5 separate regions of the Mus musculus genome follow, and regions 1, 3, 4 and 5 are each linked to region 2. A link is a contact called in public HiChIP or PLAC-seq and promoter capture Hi-C data. All regions are on one chromosome and are shown on one strand. The core of a region is the stretch at or near the end of the contact, and the rest is flanking DNA. Distances in the headings are between cores, read along the strand shown. Region 1 holds the start of Grhl1 (grainyhead like transcription factor 1). Region 2 holds the start of Rnf144a (ring finger protein 144A). Region 3 holds the start of 2900060N12Rik (RIKEN cDNA 2900060N12 gene). Region 4 holds the start of Klf11 (Kruppel-like factor 11). Region 5 overlaps Kidins220 (kinase D-interacting substrate 220).

Region 1 (2,700 bases), core at 138-2,637, 1.8 Mb before region 2:
GAGTCCTGGGATTGTCTGCACACCATCTGTCAGAGGTGCTCTCTAACCTGCCCTTTGGGTCTCAGAGAATCCTGTTCGTTTGAACACAGAGGCATCTAGAATTCAAACCCTTCTCAGTGTCCCATCACCCCGGGTCATGCTTCTGGCTACTATTTATCTTTTGCTTGTCTCTTTTGAAATTGCCTCCTGCTGATTCCCTACCATTCAGTGACCAGATTATTTGAAAACACGAGTGAAGTCTGTCTATGCCCTACCGCAAGTCCTTCAAAGCTTCCTCACTTAAGGCCTTACAGAAACCCGCGGGGCTCTACAGTTTGCACCAGTGCCCAGTTACTCTCTGGCCACACTGCTTTCCTAGCTCCTCAGTGGACACACTCGTGTCTCCTCTATCACGGTCTATAGCTGTGCCTTCACCCTTATGCCCACCCCCTCGCCATCTACATCTTTAAACCCAGAGAGCTCCACTCTACTTTCCCCATCCACCTGCAAAGAGTGCCATCTCTCTCCGCACACCAAAGGAGTCACCGTGACTCTCAAAGTAGGACGCTCTAGGAGGCAGGAAAATTTGCCTGCTCTGTCTCTGCCTTGTCCTCTCTGTCTAGGTCCCTGTCTCTACTGTTGTAGGCCTGAGGCTGAGGTTAAAGAAACCGACCCATAGGAAAATGGTTTAAAAAGGGGTTAGGATATGGGAGGAAAAAGTGGAAGCCAATCTGGAGCTGGCCAAACAGAAAGACCACACAGGTAGTAGGTAGGGGTTGAGGATGCTAAAGTCCAAATATAGCGCTGGGCAGATGAAGAGCCAAGCAAGTTCAGATGCCCTCAGGAGGCTGGTGGGGACCTCTGGGGCTTGGGAAGGTGTCTTAGAGTGATGCTTTTGACACTTGATAGGTGCCCAATAAACAGGGACCGCTGGCCGGGGAAACGTGGGTTATTAAGAGGCTGTGCAGATTGGCGACTGTCACATGGTGGGCACTGAGAGATGAACCAGAAGGAAACCTCCAAACCTGCACAGCTGCAAAGAAATTCCCTAGGTATTTCCCAGGCAGAGGCCTTGGGGCCGGAGAACTGACCGCGAGAGAGAACTGGAAGGTGAAACGCGCCCACGCGGGTGTGCGCCGAAGCCTCTCGGCGCCGGCGGCACTACCGGCCGGCGCCACCGGGGCCAGCCGCGCGCAAGCTCCCCAGCGCCGCTGAGCACCGCCGAGCACCGCGTGGCCCCCGCCCTCCGGTCCGCCCCCAGGCTCCTCCCCAGAGCTCCATCTCACCAATCAGGAGGAGCTCCCTCCTCCCAGTTCCAGAAGCTCCGCCTTGGGCCGGAGCTCCGCCAGCCAATGGGAGGCCGAGCCCAGCGCCCAGTGCGCGCAGCCCGCGCCGAGCCGGCTCAGAGCGAGAAAAGCGAACCCAACCCGTCGGGGCCGCCGCTCCGGACCCACCGCCTGCCGCCGCGCGCCGCCCGCCGCCGCCTCCTCCCCCCGGATCGGGTGTACTGTCCCAACCCGAAAGTCCAGTTCTGCGGCCCGGCAGCGGCGAGCGAGCGCGATGACACAGGAGTACGACAAGTGAGTGAGGCGCGGGCGCGAGTCCGGCCAGGGCCCGGGGGCCACCGCACCTGCCGCGGCGACGGCGCGGGTTCCGGGAGCTGGGAGGACAGGCTGGGTGGGGCGAGGCTAGGGGGTGGGGGGGGACACTCGGCCTGTCGTCTAAGGGCTCCCGGGCTCCCGGGCCCCGCGCTCATGGACCGGTGGGGACGGGTGGACCCTGGGCAGCCTCCTGTCACCTGCGGAGCTGCCGGAGCGAGAGATCTAGGGGAAGGTTGAAGTGTCCGCTGCCCGCGCGTTTTCTTCACTCCGGCTGCTGTGTGAGAAATCTGCTGTGGGTGTTCTTGGGCCCTTGCATCACCGATGGTAATTACAGAAGACTATTTTTGCCGTTTGGGAATATCAAGAGGAAGAAACTGCACGCAGGGTGATAAAGTTAGAGACCACTGTCGAATCGGGATTGCTTTTTAGAGTTTGGGACATAAGAAAGCAGCGAGAAATGTTCAGTGATGATGTAAGATGTGATCAGACGTTGGCAGGACTTGTGTGGGGGCAGTTCTCGATTTTACTCGCAACTTTTCTATAAATATGAAGATGTTCTGAAAGATCAAGTCTGTCTTATCTCGGCTCAGTAAATCTGGAGTGAAGAATTGGTTTCATAGTTAACTTGTTAAGGGTGGATTTTTCTCATGCTTGTTTTCTGATGAAGGTTAGCTGAGTGTGGAATCAGTAAGAGATTAATCTTGTCTTGTAGAAAATGAAGTTCAGGTAGTGCTCGGCTTTCCTTTTAGAATCCTGACCTATAACTCTTGAAGGTCTGAGGCTCATTTGAAAACACCCATGAACCTTCAGGGCCGGAGCAACAACTTGCTCTTCTTGAAGAAGTGGGCTGCAATTGTTCATGTGTTTATTTCTCTACTTACTGACTAGGCAAAAGTCCCAGTGCCAGCCTCTTGGCCTTAGGCATACTTTGGAAATATAAAATGCCTTCAGGGTAATTGCAGACATAAAGCCACTTGGAAAATATTTATTTTCTGATGCTTGTACCAATGTTGGATGGGATGGGAGAAGGGAAGCTTGAAAAACTAGCATTACGACTGTTGAGCGAGCCAACTGCTGTCAGAGTCTTCTGGAAGTGGCTATTAGACTATTAATAATAGCT
Region 2 (2,733 bases), core at 73-2,572:
CTGAAGAGGAGCGAAACTTTGGCTCTTTGGGAGCCAAGGAGGCAACCCCGTGGGAACGGTTCTTCACACTCTGCATTCCTTTGCTGGTGCTTTTTCCCCCACCCTGGCTACGCCCCACTGGTCATCTGATTCCACATCCCTCCTTTAGAAAGGCCCCTGTCTCTGCTCTCTCATCGGAGGGCACACTGACCACCTTTCCTTCTGTCTGCTACTGTGTTTATGTGCGTCTCTTAGCCGTCTAAACTACTACCCTGGCCGGGGTCATTGAGAAGGACCTGTCTCCCAGACACCACGCCTGGAAGGCCCTTCCTTCCTAGAACTGTCCTAAGCAAGATTGGACTGTCCTTCTAATCCTAGGACACAGGAACCCTGGGAAGGTTTCCCAGAGCCTTGTCTAGCTCTCCTTGTTACTTGGCCTTTGACCCTGTACCAAGCAGGCTGTAGGACTGTTCAAAATAAGTATACTTTAAAGTATTCTCTGAAAAAAAGAGACCAAAACAAGAACTAGAGCAAACTTTAAGTGCGACCACCAGAGACCCGCCTAGGGTGAAGAAGTCGCCTCTTCCCGCGCAACGGCGGCGGCCAGGAAGCCTTCAGTTTTAGCAGGAGGAGCGATACAATCTCTGAGCTCCACGGATGGTGTAGAAAACCGGGAGCAATGCGGAGCACGGGATACGAGAGTCCTGAGGGGACTTCCTTGGGCAAGAGGGGTACAAGGGACACGGAGACTCCTGGGCCAGAGGCTAGCAGAGGACCATGCCCACGGCCAGGCGCGGCTAAGCACTGCGGGGTACTCGCGACTGCCACTGGCCAGAACGGACCCGACCTTCCCCACGCCCTCGCTCTGCCCATGTCCAGGTCACGGCGGGAGTCCACCCAAGGCCTGCAGACGGCCGCCCACCCGGGCCACTCCAGCAAAGCACACCCCGCGCCTGCGGCTGGAGACTTCTCCGTGGCGCGCGATCCCCAAGTGCAAGCGGCCAGGAGGACGCGGCCGTCACCCAGCGGAATCCCGGAGCATAGTCCCCATCGCCGCCCCGGAGCCCGCGGGGTCCCCGCCCGGCAGCACGGGTTAGGGGGCCGAAACCAGCCCCGCACAGCCTTATCCCGCGCGGCCCGCTCGGGCGATGCCGACACAAAGGGGACGCGCGCGTCACCCACCTGGTCCCGCGCGGTCCGGGCTCCCGCTCGGCCTCTTTGCGCGTGGCTGTGATGGCCCCGCCCGGTGCCGGCTCGCGGGTGCCGCTGCCCCGTCAGCCTCCCGCGTGCAGCCCGCCCCGCAGCGCAGCGCCCTTTATGCCTCCCCGCCCTGCGCCCTGAGAACTGCGCGCGGGGTCGACGGGGCGCGAGCGCGCACTAAGCGCGGGCGCGGGAGGCAGAGCCAGTTTGCACGCCAGCGCCCCCTGCCGTTCAGAGGTGCCTTAATGTCCATGCACCAGGACCAGGCGAGCAGCCCCCAGCAATGCCAAAGGGAGGGCCCAGATCAGTTGGGGGGTGGGGGTGGCGGGACAAGGGGGCAATGAGTCCTCCTGAAGTTGGACCCCTGTTTTCAATACTAGAAGAACGAGTGCCAACAGCTAGAAAGAAACGAGTGAAAAATCCCGACCCTACCAGTCAGAAGCTGGAAATCTCACTCAGTGAAGTATCTGGGACCCTCTAGAGTAGTCTGTCTATGCAAATTACAGCAAGTCTCTGGACTTGCCAGAACCTGCCCGACAGCTATCCTGCCTGTGAGTAGTTTACCATGAATACTATGAAAGAATCATCTTTTCACCCTAACTTCTGATAATGCAAATGAATGAGAAGAGTCCTCAACCTGCTTGGACCTGAGGCTGAGGCTCTGTGCATATATATGAAGCACAAGCCAAAGCATTTCGTTTCTTTCCCTTAGAGCCTAAGATCCACCAGTGGATGGGAATTCCCATAAGTTATTATCTTGCAATCCCTCTGGTAGGTCCTGGAAGTTCATGTCAAACGTGCAAAAATGGGTGAACCTTTTGAGTATGTATTAAGGCTAGAATGAAATGTTCCCACAGGCATGTGTTCTGAACGCTTGGTCTGCATCTGGTAAAGATATTTCTGAGAGGCTCTGGGAATGTCAGGAGGTGGGAGTTAACTAGGGAAGGCCCTTGGGGGGATCCAAGACACACACACACACACACATACACACACACACCACACTTGTGTGCGTTCTCTCTCTCTCTCTCTCTCTCTCTCTCTCTCTCTCTCTCTCTCTCTCTCTCTCTCTCTCTCTCTCTCTCTCCTAAGATGTTCTGCTCAAGCACTTTGGGTCCAAACAGCTGTGGACTGCGTTCTTTGGCTGGGGGACTGGAGAGCCTCCATTTGCTAACTCAACTTCTCTAGTTTTCCCCTAGAGAATTAAAACAGGATTAAAAGCTCTGTACCATCTACCGTCTGCTGCTACATTCCCAGGTGCATATTTGTGTTTATACATGTGTATGTGAGTGCAAGCCAAAAGTCAATGCTGGGGTGTTCACCTCTTTTTCTCTACTGTATATTCTGAACCTAAACCCCTTTAATTCATGCAGACCTGTTGGCCAGCAAGTTCCAGGAGACCTTCTGCCTCTACCCCAACCCCCATTATCCAGTGCTAGGATGCTGAGCATGCACCACATCTGTATTCTTACATGGATGCTGGTTATTAAACTCAGGTCCTCAGGCCTGCATGGCAAGCACTGTAGTGACCAAGCTGTCTCCCCAGCCCCTCATCCG
Region 3 (2,700 bases), core at 98-2,597, 1.6 Mb before region 2:
AAAGGGGGGGGGGGGAGGAGACAGAGACAAAGAGGTCCTCGATCCAAGGTTATATTAATAGAGAGGTCCAGACTTGGGACTATTTTAGGAAGTAGATTATTGGACAGGTTTGATTTCTAATTGGTCCCAGCTAGTTGGAACACAATATTAAGAGTGAAAGATCTCAATTATTTTCTCCCCATCCTCTAAAAGACTACCTTACTAGGACTCAGCTGTTCACCCAGAGAATATTAGCAGCAAGAGACTATCCCAACTAAATTCAATAACCCCCTTTTCAGAGAGAGCTGAGTCCACAGCCAGGTTTCCTGAAGCACTACTTGCCCGCTCTTACTACTGAAGCCTCTAGAGTGGTCCTTGAGGAAGTGCTGTACCTAGTAGTTGATGGCTATTCTGGAGTGGGTGTTAAACCTGAGAATGAAGAGGGCCTTGTCTTTAAGAGGTCAAAACTGGGGCTAAATTAGTTGGATCTCAGGCCCCCCCCCCCCCCACACACTGTTATTTAGCTCTTGGTTAAGTTATGTAATTTTTCTGGAATTCAATTTCCTTGCTAGATTGAGGGTGGTTACAATACCTGCCTCACATGGTTGTTGTGGGGACTCACATAAGTCTACCTTTAAAAGCAGTGTTAGCAGCACATTTAAACCCCCGCCCCCCTTTAAATATTAGTTTCCAAATCCTTGGATTTTGAGAGGACGATGCTGGCATTTTCCAGGTGTTCCCATGGCTAGTTTAAAGGGTAAGAGATCACATTTGTAGGGCTGACACACTAACTGCCCTCCTGGAATGGAGGTGTGGACACAGCAGAATTCACATCTGGCAGAGAGGCTCGCAGGCACGAAGGGATGCTTACCAGCAGCCTTTCCTTTGAGGAGGCGGGGCCTTTACATGCCGGCCGCTGGCTACCCAGGCTTTCCCTCGGGCGCTGCCCAGGTCCGACCTGTTTCCCTCTCAGCTGGATGCGCGGTGAGGGCATCGTCCCAGCGCGGCCGATCAGGCCCAGGTGGGCGGCGGGTGAGGTAGGACCACCCGGCTTTCCGCAAGTTTGGGCAGCCCAGGAGACAAAGGCACTTTCTGCTTTGGGGTTCTTGTAGCGCGTCTCCCTGAAGCTCCCAGCCCCCTACCTTTGTTCCCAACTTCCCCCGGCGCTGCAACTCTTTGTCTGGCCGCCACCCCGAGCCCCTTTGTTGTCCACCGTCACTGCCAGTGAGGGGTGGGGACGGCGCCCACCATTCCTGAGAAAGGAAGTGAGCAGAGGCGGAGGCAAAGCCGCCCTCACACGCCCCCACCAGCTAGCCTGACTCTCGGTCGCCCTCGGGCGACAGCCATGGTCGAGCCTCAGCCCCTCGCTGGGGTCCTCAGCACGGAGGAGGGGCGCGGCGAGGCCAGCGTCCTCTGATTGGCTGTGGGAGTCGGGGCGCCGCGACGCCATTGGACCGCGGAGCTGTCTGGCGCACGAGTGCGCGAGGTGGGGAGGGGGCTCTGGAAGCTGCTGGAAATCGGGCCGCCCGGCGGCGTGAGGGGGCCGCGCGGCTGGGTGGGCGGGGCGCCCAGCAGTGGGCGGGGCCACTAACTCCGCCCACTGCCCCTCCCCGCGCGGCTGCTCCGACCGCGGGCGGCCGAGGGGCGGGCGCGCCGCTGCATCCCCATCCTCGGCGTAGCTCGGCACAGAGCGAGCAAGCAAGCAAGCGGCGCCTGGCCGGAGCGAGCGGACGCAGCGCCGAGGCCCGGCCATGGCCACCACCAGCACCACGGGCTCCACCCTGCTGCAGCCCCTCAGCAACGCCGTGCAACTGCCCATCGATCAGGTACCGGCGTCCGGGGCGTCGTGCCCTGGCCGCCTCTGCCGGCCGCGGTGCCACCCGGGCGGGAGCAGGGTGGGGGCTGGGGCCGGGACCGCCGTGCCCGGCGCCCGGCGGGGCGGGGGCGCGCGGCTGGCCTTGTCCCCTCGGCTGTCGCTCCGGCTGGTGCCTCTGTGCCCACCCAGCCTCCCATCGCCGCCCGGGCGGGGGTGGGCGCGGGCGGAGGCTCGGCGACAGCCCGCCGGGGAGGGCTAGACAGACGTGCGCGCGTGCATGCTGTCGCTGCCGGGCCACCGGGCGTCGGACCCGGGAGTCCCGGGACCGGTGGACCTGGCACTGCTGCGGGTTATCGGGAGACTAAGAATGGTTTGGGTGCCGAGTGCCCAGGACACGGCGTGGATGGACGAGGCTTAAGCTCTTCTGCACTTGGGGACAGTTTGCATTGAAGTGTGGCTCAATAGACGGAGAGGCAACAGTTTGGGGGAAGACAGGTTATGAAGAGAAGTCAACGTGACTTCACGATGCTAGGGTTTCTGGTGAAAAAGTTGCAGCTGTGGATAGGAGCAGCCATCCTACCCCCTCACCCTACCCCCAGAGAAGCTTTTGACACTAGGGAAGGCTGGCATTTAAATGAGGCCAGTCGAATTTGATTGTTTAAAGGGCCTCAGGATTACTGAAATAAACAGCATTGGGATGGAGAAAGCAGCGCCATTTTTATTGAGCAAAGGAACTTTGGAAGTATGTCCTGAGAAAGGTCTGGGAAAGTTGTTGGTGGGGTATGGTTAGATAGCTGGTCTAGCTCCAGTACTGAAGGAAATTGACTTTGGAAATTCAGCCTAACATTATTTCTGATCTGGAGGTGTTTGCACTTCCAAGGGCTATGGGCTCAGCTTGAGTAGCT
Region 4 (2,700 bases), core at 18-2,517, 1.8 Mb before region 2:
CAGTAGGGACGTTGGATGGGGCGGAGGCATTATAGGTAAGGGTGAACACGGGGAGTCAGAAATTCAGTGTGGGAATGAAGCAAAAACAATTTAAACAGGCCCAAGTAGAAGACTAACTCCATGTGTGTTAAATGCCCCAGTAGTTAGACATGTGAATTCACCTTTAAACACTCCTACTGTTACTTTCAACAAACTCCCTTTCTTTGGTTCACTTAATTCCATTGTCAAGCCAGTGTGAAACTGAGGAATCAGGGTTGCAACTATAACCCTTAGGCCTTACCAGCTTAAGGACAGGGCTCTCTGCCTGCCTGCCTCTCTGCCTGCTCACCTGTCTGATAAAAATAGGCAGCATAATGTCCAGCTCCTGTCTGCTCATATCAGCAATGATTCTCCCAGACCTCCACTAGTTTCAAGGCTCTGCAGTGAGGCATCAGGGGGTTAGTAGAGGGGTGCCCTATTGCTGCACTGTAGGTTGGAGGTGGGCACGACATACTGCATGCATTGACCTCTGCTCTCCAAGACTTGTGATGAGTGTACATGAATAACCGCACCTAAAGGCCCAAGGGGAAAAAACGGATACTCAGGATTTGGGTCAGGTCTCACGTAGGCCTGAGGACACCCCAAGTGGGTGTCCTTTGTATGGCCACTGGGGAGGATGCGCAGGCTTCATTAGGTACATGTCGAGTGGCTGACTACACGGCTGTAGTTCTTTTGTAGCAGAAGGCAGATTAGAGTAGGAAGAGCATTTGATCTGGCGCCATGCAGGAAAAAGCGGATGTCGTCCCTAAACCCAAGCAGCTTTCAAGCCTCTTCCTGGGCAGAGATGCGGTCCTAAGAGCCAACGACAGCTTAAAAGAAATTAGAGACAGGGTGAGGCCGTCCCTGTGGGTCCCGCCTACCAGATCCGTCCACGGCGTGGGGCCAGCGCGCGACCTCTGCGAGCAGCCCCTGCGGCAGAAGAGGACCTTACTGCGGTCGACTGCCGCCGCGCCGCCGCCGGGACCTTTCCCCTACTTTCCAGGCCTCACGCCCCGCCTCTAGCCCGGACCAAAACACGTGCCGCCGCCCGCCCCGCCGGATCACGCCGCAGCCAGGCTCCGATCACGCGCCCCCCCGCGGCGCCCATTGGCCCGCTTCTTGCCGGCCTGGCGCTGATTGGCTGGCGGCAGAGGCCATGCCCCCAGCAGGGAGCGGTGTATTTTGGTTTGCCCGCGCGCCCCGCCCAGGGCCGCTCCCTCCGTGGCGCCCCGCCCCTCCCGCGCCTCCCGGGCCGCGCGGAGGCAGAGCCGCGCGGCAAGGAAGGCGGAGGTGCGCGCCGGGAACAGACGCTCGGGACACCGCCGCCCGCCGCACACGTGCAGCCTCCGCCGCACGCAGGGCTCCTGCCTCGCAGCATTGCTGCCTGCAGGCCATACGGCACCATGCACTCGCCGGGCTCCACCGGCCCCGGCGACGGGCGCGCGGTAAGTGACGGGGCTGAGCGCGGGACGAGACGGGGGACGCGGGAGGGATGGCGACTTCTCGCTGCGGTGGGGGCTGCGGATTTGCTCTGGTCCGGACAGGGACCCGGAGGCTCGGCCGGGTCAGGGTGGGGAGGGGGGTGTGTTAGCGCGGCAGCCTGCCTTCAGCTTTGTCTCTGGTCCGCTGCGGCCCCGCCCGGCGCGGCTATTTCCAGCCATGACGTCACCCGAATCCAGAGGAGGACCGCTGTTGGATGTGGGCGCGGCTGGCGGGAACTTGGGGGCGGAGTCAAAGCTGGGGCGCAGCATGGGGGCGTGGCCAAAGCTAGGGCGTGGGCAAGCGTGCTTGGAGGAGATATTGGGGGAACTAGATGGGACCAAGGCGAAGGACATGGTGAAAGCACCTGGTAGTAGTGTAAGAGGGCGGAACCGAAGCTAGAGAGCTTGGTGAGAACCTCTGGTAGGACTGTGGGGCGGGGCCGATGTAAGAGTGCATAGTGAGAGTTTATCTAGGGGCGGGGCAAAGGCTAAGCCGAAGGGAGGGAGTGTGGTGAGAGCATCTGGTAGGAGTGCAGTGGGAGGGGCTGTGGGTGGAGCCAAAGTAAAGGTATCTCAGGAGGGTGTGGCCAGAGTGCCTGGATGGGGTTACGACGGAATGAGGAGCAAGGCAATAGTGTGTCTTGATAGGCGAGTGTGCAAGAGTGTGGTTCGAAGAGGTGTGTCAGCCAAGCTTAATGGGCTGGTAAGGGTAGAGCTGGGCGAAGGGTGGAGTCTAAGTGAGAAGGGGTGTGGTAAAATGGGACTTTGCAGGCTTGGGCCCAGGGACTGAGTGAAGTCATGGCAGGGACCTCTGTCAGAAGGTGTAGGGTGTGGAGCAACAGAACCTGATAGAAATGTAGGGGGCCAGAGAAGTGGTGCGGAGCAGGTTCCTGGTGAGAACACAGTATTACATGGACTCAAGGGAACCTACGTTCGCATTCTTTCCTAGTATGGGGCTGGACATTGATTCCACTTGAAGGCTCATAATCAAAATACCCTTCCAGGAGGTTGTCTGGCCCCTATGGTCATATCTTTGCCTGTTCAGTGAAGGGGAATCTGGACAGACAGGAAGTTTTGAAGCTCAGAAAATATGTATGGAAATATGTGTCTGTAGGCTTAAGTTTCTCTTTTGGACAGGCTAGGTTCCAGTCCCTTCCTCCCCACTCCTGCATGTAAAGGTGACATGGTATACAGGAGGAGA
Region 5 (2,700 bases), core at 39-2,538, 1.4 Mb before region 2:
GAGTAGAATTGTTCTATACTGAGGTCAGCGTCCCTATCATTGTAAGTCTCAATGCTTTCTGCTTGGCTCTGGCTTTCTTTACACACTCCACTTGAATTTTGGTTTTTAAGTTTTAAAAGTTGTACACTAAATGCGGATACTTCTCTTAGCATTGTTAATAGGATTAAGGTAAGATTTGGCATAACGTCACTGGACCATCGCAGTGGGCAGTGTGCTTTCTTGACCCTCTTGCAGGAACAGTACTGTCCTGTACTTTAGCGCTCTCTGAAGCCTCTGTAATGGGGTTTGACGATGCAAACAATGATTCTTCTTCTCCCAAGGTCTTAGAAATGAGAAGTGTGGAAAACCAGGTGGTCCCCGAAGACCCACGTTTTCTCAATGAAAACTCCAGTGCCCCCGTTGCTCATGGGGAATCTGCTCGCCGCACTTCTCACAGTGAACTGCCCCACACGGAGCTTTCCAGCCAGACTCCCTACACCCTGAACTTCAGCTTTGAAGAACTGAACACGCTTGGCCTAGACGAGGGAGCCCCACGGCACAGTAATCTGAGTTGGCAGGTATTTATTTTGTGTCATTTTTCATATAATTGGAGAATAAAGACTGCAGATATTCTGGTGCATTAAAACACTCATTCAGGCAGTGTTGCTTGAGAACCCAGCTGGGCAAGAGCAAGGGCCATCTACTGAAGGAGTTGGGTTTATTTTGAAGGGGAAGAAATACAGAAGCAAAATACAGAGGAAGTTAAGTTATTCAGAATTGACAGGAAGAGTGAAAGCAGTCCCAGAAGACAATGGTAGGAGAGTAAGAATGGGGGGCTGGGCCTGATGGTGCACGCCTTTGATCCCAGCACTCCGGAGGCAGAGGCAGGAGGATCTCTGAGTTCGAGTCCAGCCTTGTCTACATAGAGTGAGGATGGGGCTGTGTTAGGGTGGTTGCAAACTTTCCTTTCTTTTGGTATTTTCCTGTGGGATATGGTAATTACCAGCCAAAGTGCACCTGTATGGAAGACTAGCTTCCTGCTGTCCTACTGACACCTTCAGTTTGGTTCCCCAAGTCACATACATAGGAGCACGCACTACGCATCCCACTTATTCTTTCTCTCATGTTGCTCAGGCTGGCCTTCAACCCCAGGGCTCAAGAGATTCCCCTGCCTCAGCAGCAGCCTGTGTGGTAGGACCACAGGCCTGTACCACGTCTTCTGTGGGGATATTCTTAGAGGTGTGCAGGCGTCAGAAGCAGAAGTACAAGTGGGGTATGCGTGAGGAGGAGGGAAGAGGAAGAAGGAGGGGGAGAACCAGAGCAGTGTGCAGAGGAGCAGTGAGGAAGTAACAGCAAGGAAGCTGTGCTCTGGACGGAGGGGAAGACCAAGCCTGGCGGGTGCTCCTGGGAGGGCTTTTGTCTGGCAGTGAAAATATTTTTAATTTTCTCCATACTGTGTGCCTTAAGTGAAGAAGTCATTTTTTATTATTATTAAATACTGACTATTGTAAGAATTGCTTTACAGTGTGCTCAGTTCATACTTGGTCCTTTGGTGTCTTTGTTCCGACAGACGTAGTTCCTTTCCTTTCCAGCTTTCTGAGAAACTGCTCCTCCTTACTCCCCTGCAGGTGCTTCCTCCTGTACCCTTCCATCCTCACTGCCTGCCTGCCTGCCTGCGGCTCTCACAGCCCTTTGAGCTTAGCCTTTGTTCTTAGCCTTAGGCAGGTCTCTGGGCTGGCAAGATGACTCAGCAATAAAGATGCTCCTACAACCCAGTGACCTGAGTGTGATCCATCCCTGGGACCCACATGCTTTAAGGAAAAAAAACCAACTCCTCAAAGTTGTCCTCTCACCTACACACACACACACACACACACACACACACACACACACACACACGTAATAAAAATTATCAGGGCCCAGAAAACTTTTGCATATGTAAGTTACTATAAATAGCTAAATAGAACCTGAAAATGTTTCTAAATATTTTAAGTAATTATATACTAGCATAAATAATATTTTTATAAAAAATGCTACTTTTTCAAACAAAACCGTCCAGTGGGAATGGGAATGTTTTAACATATCTTTATGATTGTCTTCATAGAAGACTGCTGGGTCCCCAGTTGCTCCTTCCCTCACATCTCCTGAGACAACACACATACATGTAGCTCTGGGCACTCCGTGAATGAAGGAGAGAAGGCACAGACCACCATCATGTCCTGCAGAGTGCAGTTCAGGACACATGGGTCCCCTGTACAGGGGCCCCACAGCCTTTGAGGAGAGCTGCATTAGTGGGTGGGGGAGGTATCACTCCTCTAGTCTGACAGCATCCTGTGGGACCTCTTCAAGGAGACAGATGCTGTCTCCTTTCCAGAGAAAAGATGGTCTCGCCTCTCTCTGTGCCTGGGTTCTAGCCTTTCCTGTGGTCTGATTGTAAACTCTCTTGACGCTGCTTCTTTCTTCCCCTGTTTCTTTTTTCTAATCTGTACTTTTAATTGTTCATTTGTTAGCGTTTCTACAGTCTAAAGCAGCTGGTCCCTTAAAGCCCAGTACTAGAAACTGAACTTAAGTCTCCCGTCCTGATTTCCCTGGGGTCCAGCGAACCCACAGCTTCTGTTGAGGTTCATTGCAAATCTGTGTTATCCCCCCACCCCCCATTTTAAGAACATTTCTTTCTCTGAATTAAAATTGGACAGGAACTTCCAATTTTGTCAAATAATT

The links. Promoter capture Hi-C pulls out the DNA fragments that hold promoters and counts their contacts. HiChIP or PLAC-seq counts read pairs in DNA pulled down with a chosen protein or histone mark.
Region 1: a promoter capture Hi-C map of pre-B cells shows a contact between it and region 2, with 4 times the contacts expected there. The contact joins the promoter of Grhl1 here to the promoter of Rnf144a in region 2. A contact is called at or near these places in 4 of 39 promoter capture datasets (cranial neural crest, frontonasal cranial neural crest, pre-B cells and 1 more), 1 of 115 datasets of contacts at active chromatin or transcription factors (memory CD8 T cells) and 1 of 9 other capture datasets (adipose tissue).
Region 3: a promoter capture Hi-C map of liver shows a contact between it and region 2, with 4 times the contacts expected there. The contact joins the promoter of 2900060N12Rik here to the promoter of Rnf144a in region 2. A contact is called at or near these places in 8 of 39 promoter capture datasets (the 3T3-L1 cell line, cranial neural crest, hippocampal neurons and 4 more), 1 of 484 Hi-C or Micro-C datasets (Sertoli cells), 2 of 115 datasets of contacts at active chromatin or transcription factors (astrocytes and thymic regulatory T cells) and 1 of 9 other capture datasets (adipose tissue).
Region 4: a contact with region 2 is called in a promoter capture Hi-C map of pre-B cells. The contact joins the promoter of Klf11 here to the promoter of Rnf144a in region 2. A contact is called at or near these places in 6 of 39 promoter capture datasets (cranial neural crest, hippocampal neurons, liver and 2 more) and 2 of 484 Hi-C or Micro-C datasets (CD4 T cells and LSK cells).
Region 5: an H3K27ac HiChIP or PLAC-seq map of T-cell acute lymphoblastic leukemia shows a contact between it and region 2, with 5 times the contacts expected there. The contact joins the enhancer-like site here to the promoter of Rnf144a in region 2. A contact is called at or near these places in 10 of 39 promoter capture datasets (the 3T3-L1 cell line, 3T3-L1-derived adipocytes, hematopoietic stem and progenitor cells and 5 more), 1 of 15 datasets of contacts at CTCF or cohesin (large pre-B cells), 1 of 484 Hi-C or Micro-C datasets (bone marrow-derived macrophages) and 3 of 115 datasets of contacts at active chromatin or transcription factors (T-cell acute lymphoblastic leukemia, VIP interneurons and large pre-B cells).

Annotation. Positions count from the first base shown.
Region 1 is chr12:24,570,900-24,573,599 of GRCm38.p6, forward strand. It overlaps Grhl1 (grainyhead like transcription factor 1), which reads left to right and starts at 1,388. Exons shown (of 16, transcript NM_001161406.1): 1 at 1,388-1,559. The coding sequence starts at 1,540.
Region 2 is chr12:26,413,940-26,416,672 of GRCm38.p6, forward strand. It overlaps Rnf144a (ring finger protein 144A), which reads right to left and starts at 1,323. Exons shown (of 10, transcript NM_001081977.2): 1 at 1,162-1,323. It overlaps Mir6538 (microRNA 6538), which reads right to left and starts at 1,071; the gene lies at 962-1,071.
Region 3 is chr12:24,829,970-24,832,669 of GRCm38.p6, forward strand. 2900060N12Rik (RIKEN cDNA 2900060N12 gene) reads right to left here and starts at 1,348. Exons shown (of 3, transcript NR_166876.1): 1 at 851-1,348. Mboat2 (membrane bound O-acyltransferase domain containing 2) reads left to right here and starts at 1,630. Exons shown (of 13, transcript NM_026037.3): 1 at 1,630-1,805. The coding sequence starts at 1,731.
Region 4 is chr12:24,650,104-24,652,803 of GRCm38.p6, forward strand. It overlaps Klf11 (Kruppel-like factor 11), which reads left to right and starts at 1,268. Exons shown (of 4, transcript NM_178357.3): 1 at 1,268-1,463. The coding sequence starts at 1,422.
Region 5 is chr12:25,053,478-25,056,177 of GRCm38.p6, forward strand. Kidins220 (kinase D-interacting substrate 220) reads left to right here. Exons shown (of 32, transcript NM_001081378.1): 31 at 321-557. Among named protein-coding and RNA genes, the nearest start is that of Id2, 41 kb to the right of the region's middle. Within about 2 kb of position 1,289, at least 79 of the 459 cell types and tissues checked have an H3K27ac peak or open chromatin away from gene starts, as enhancers often do. A contact at or near this core is called in T-cell acute lymphoblastic leukemia, bone marrow-derived macrophages, hematopoietic stem and progenitor cells and 2 more, where this site is marked.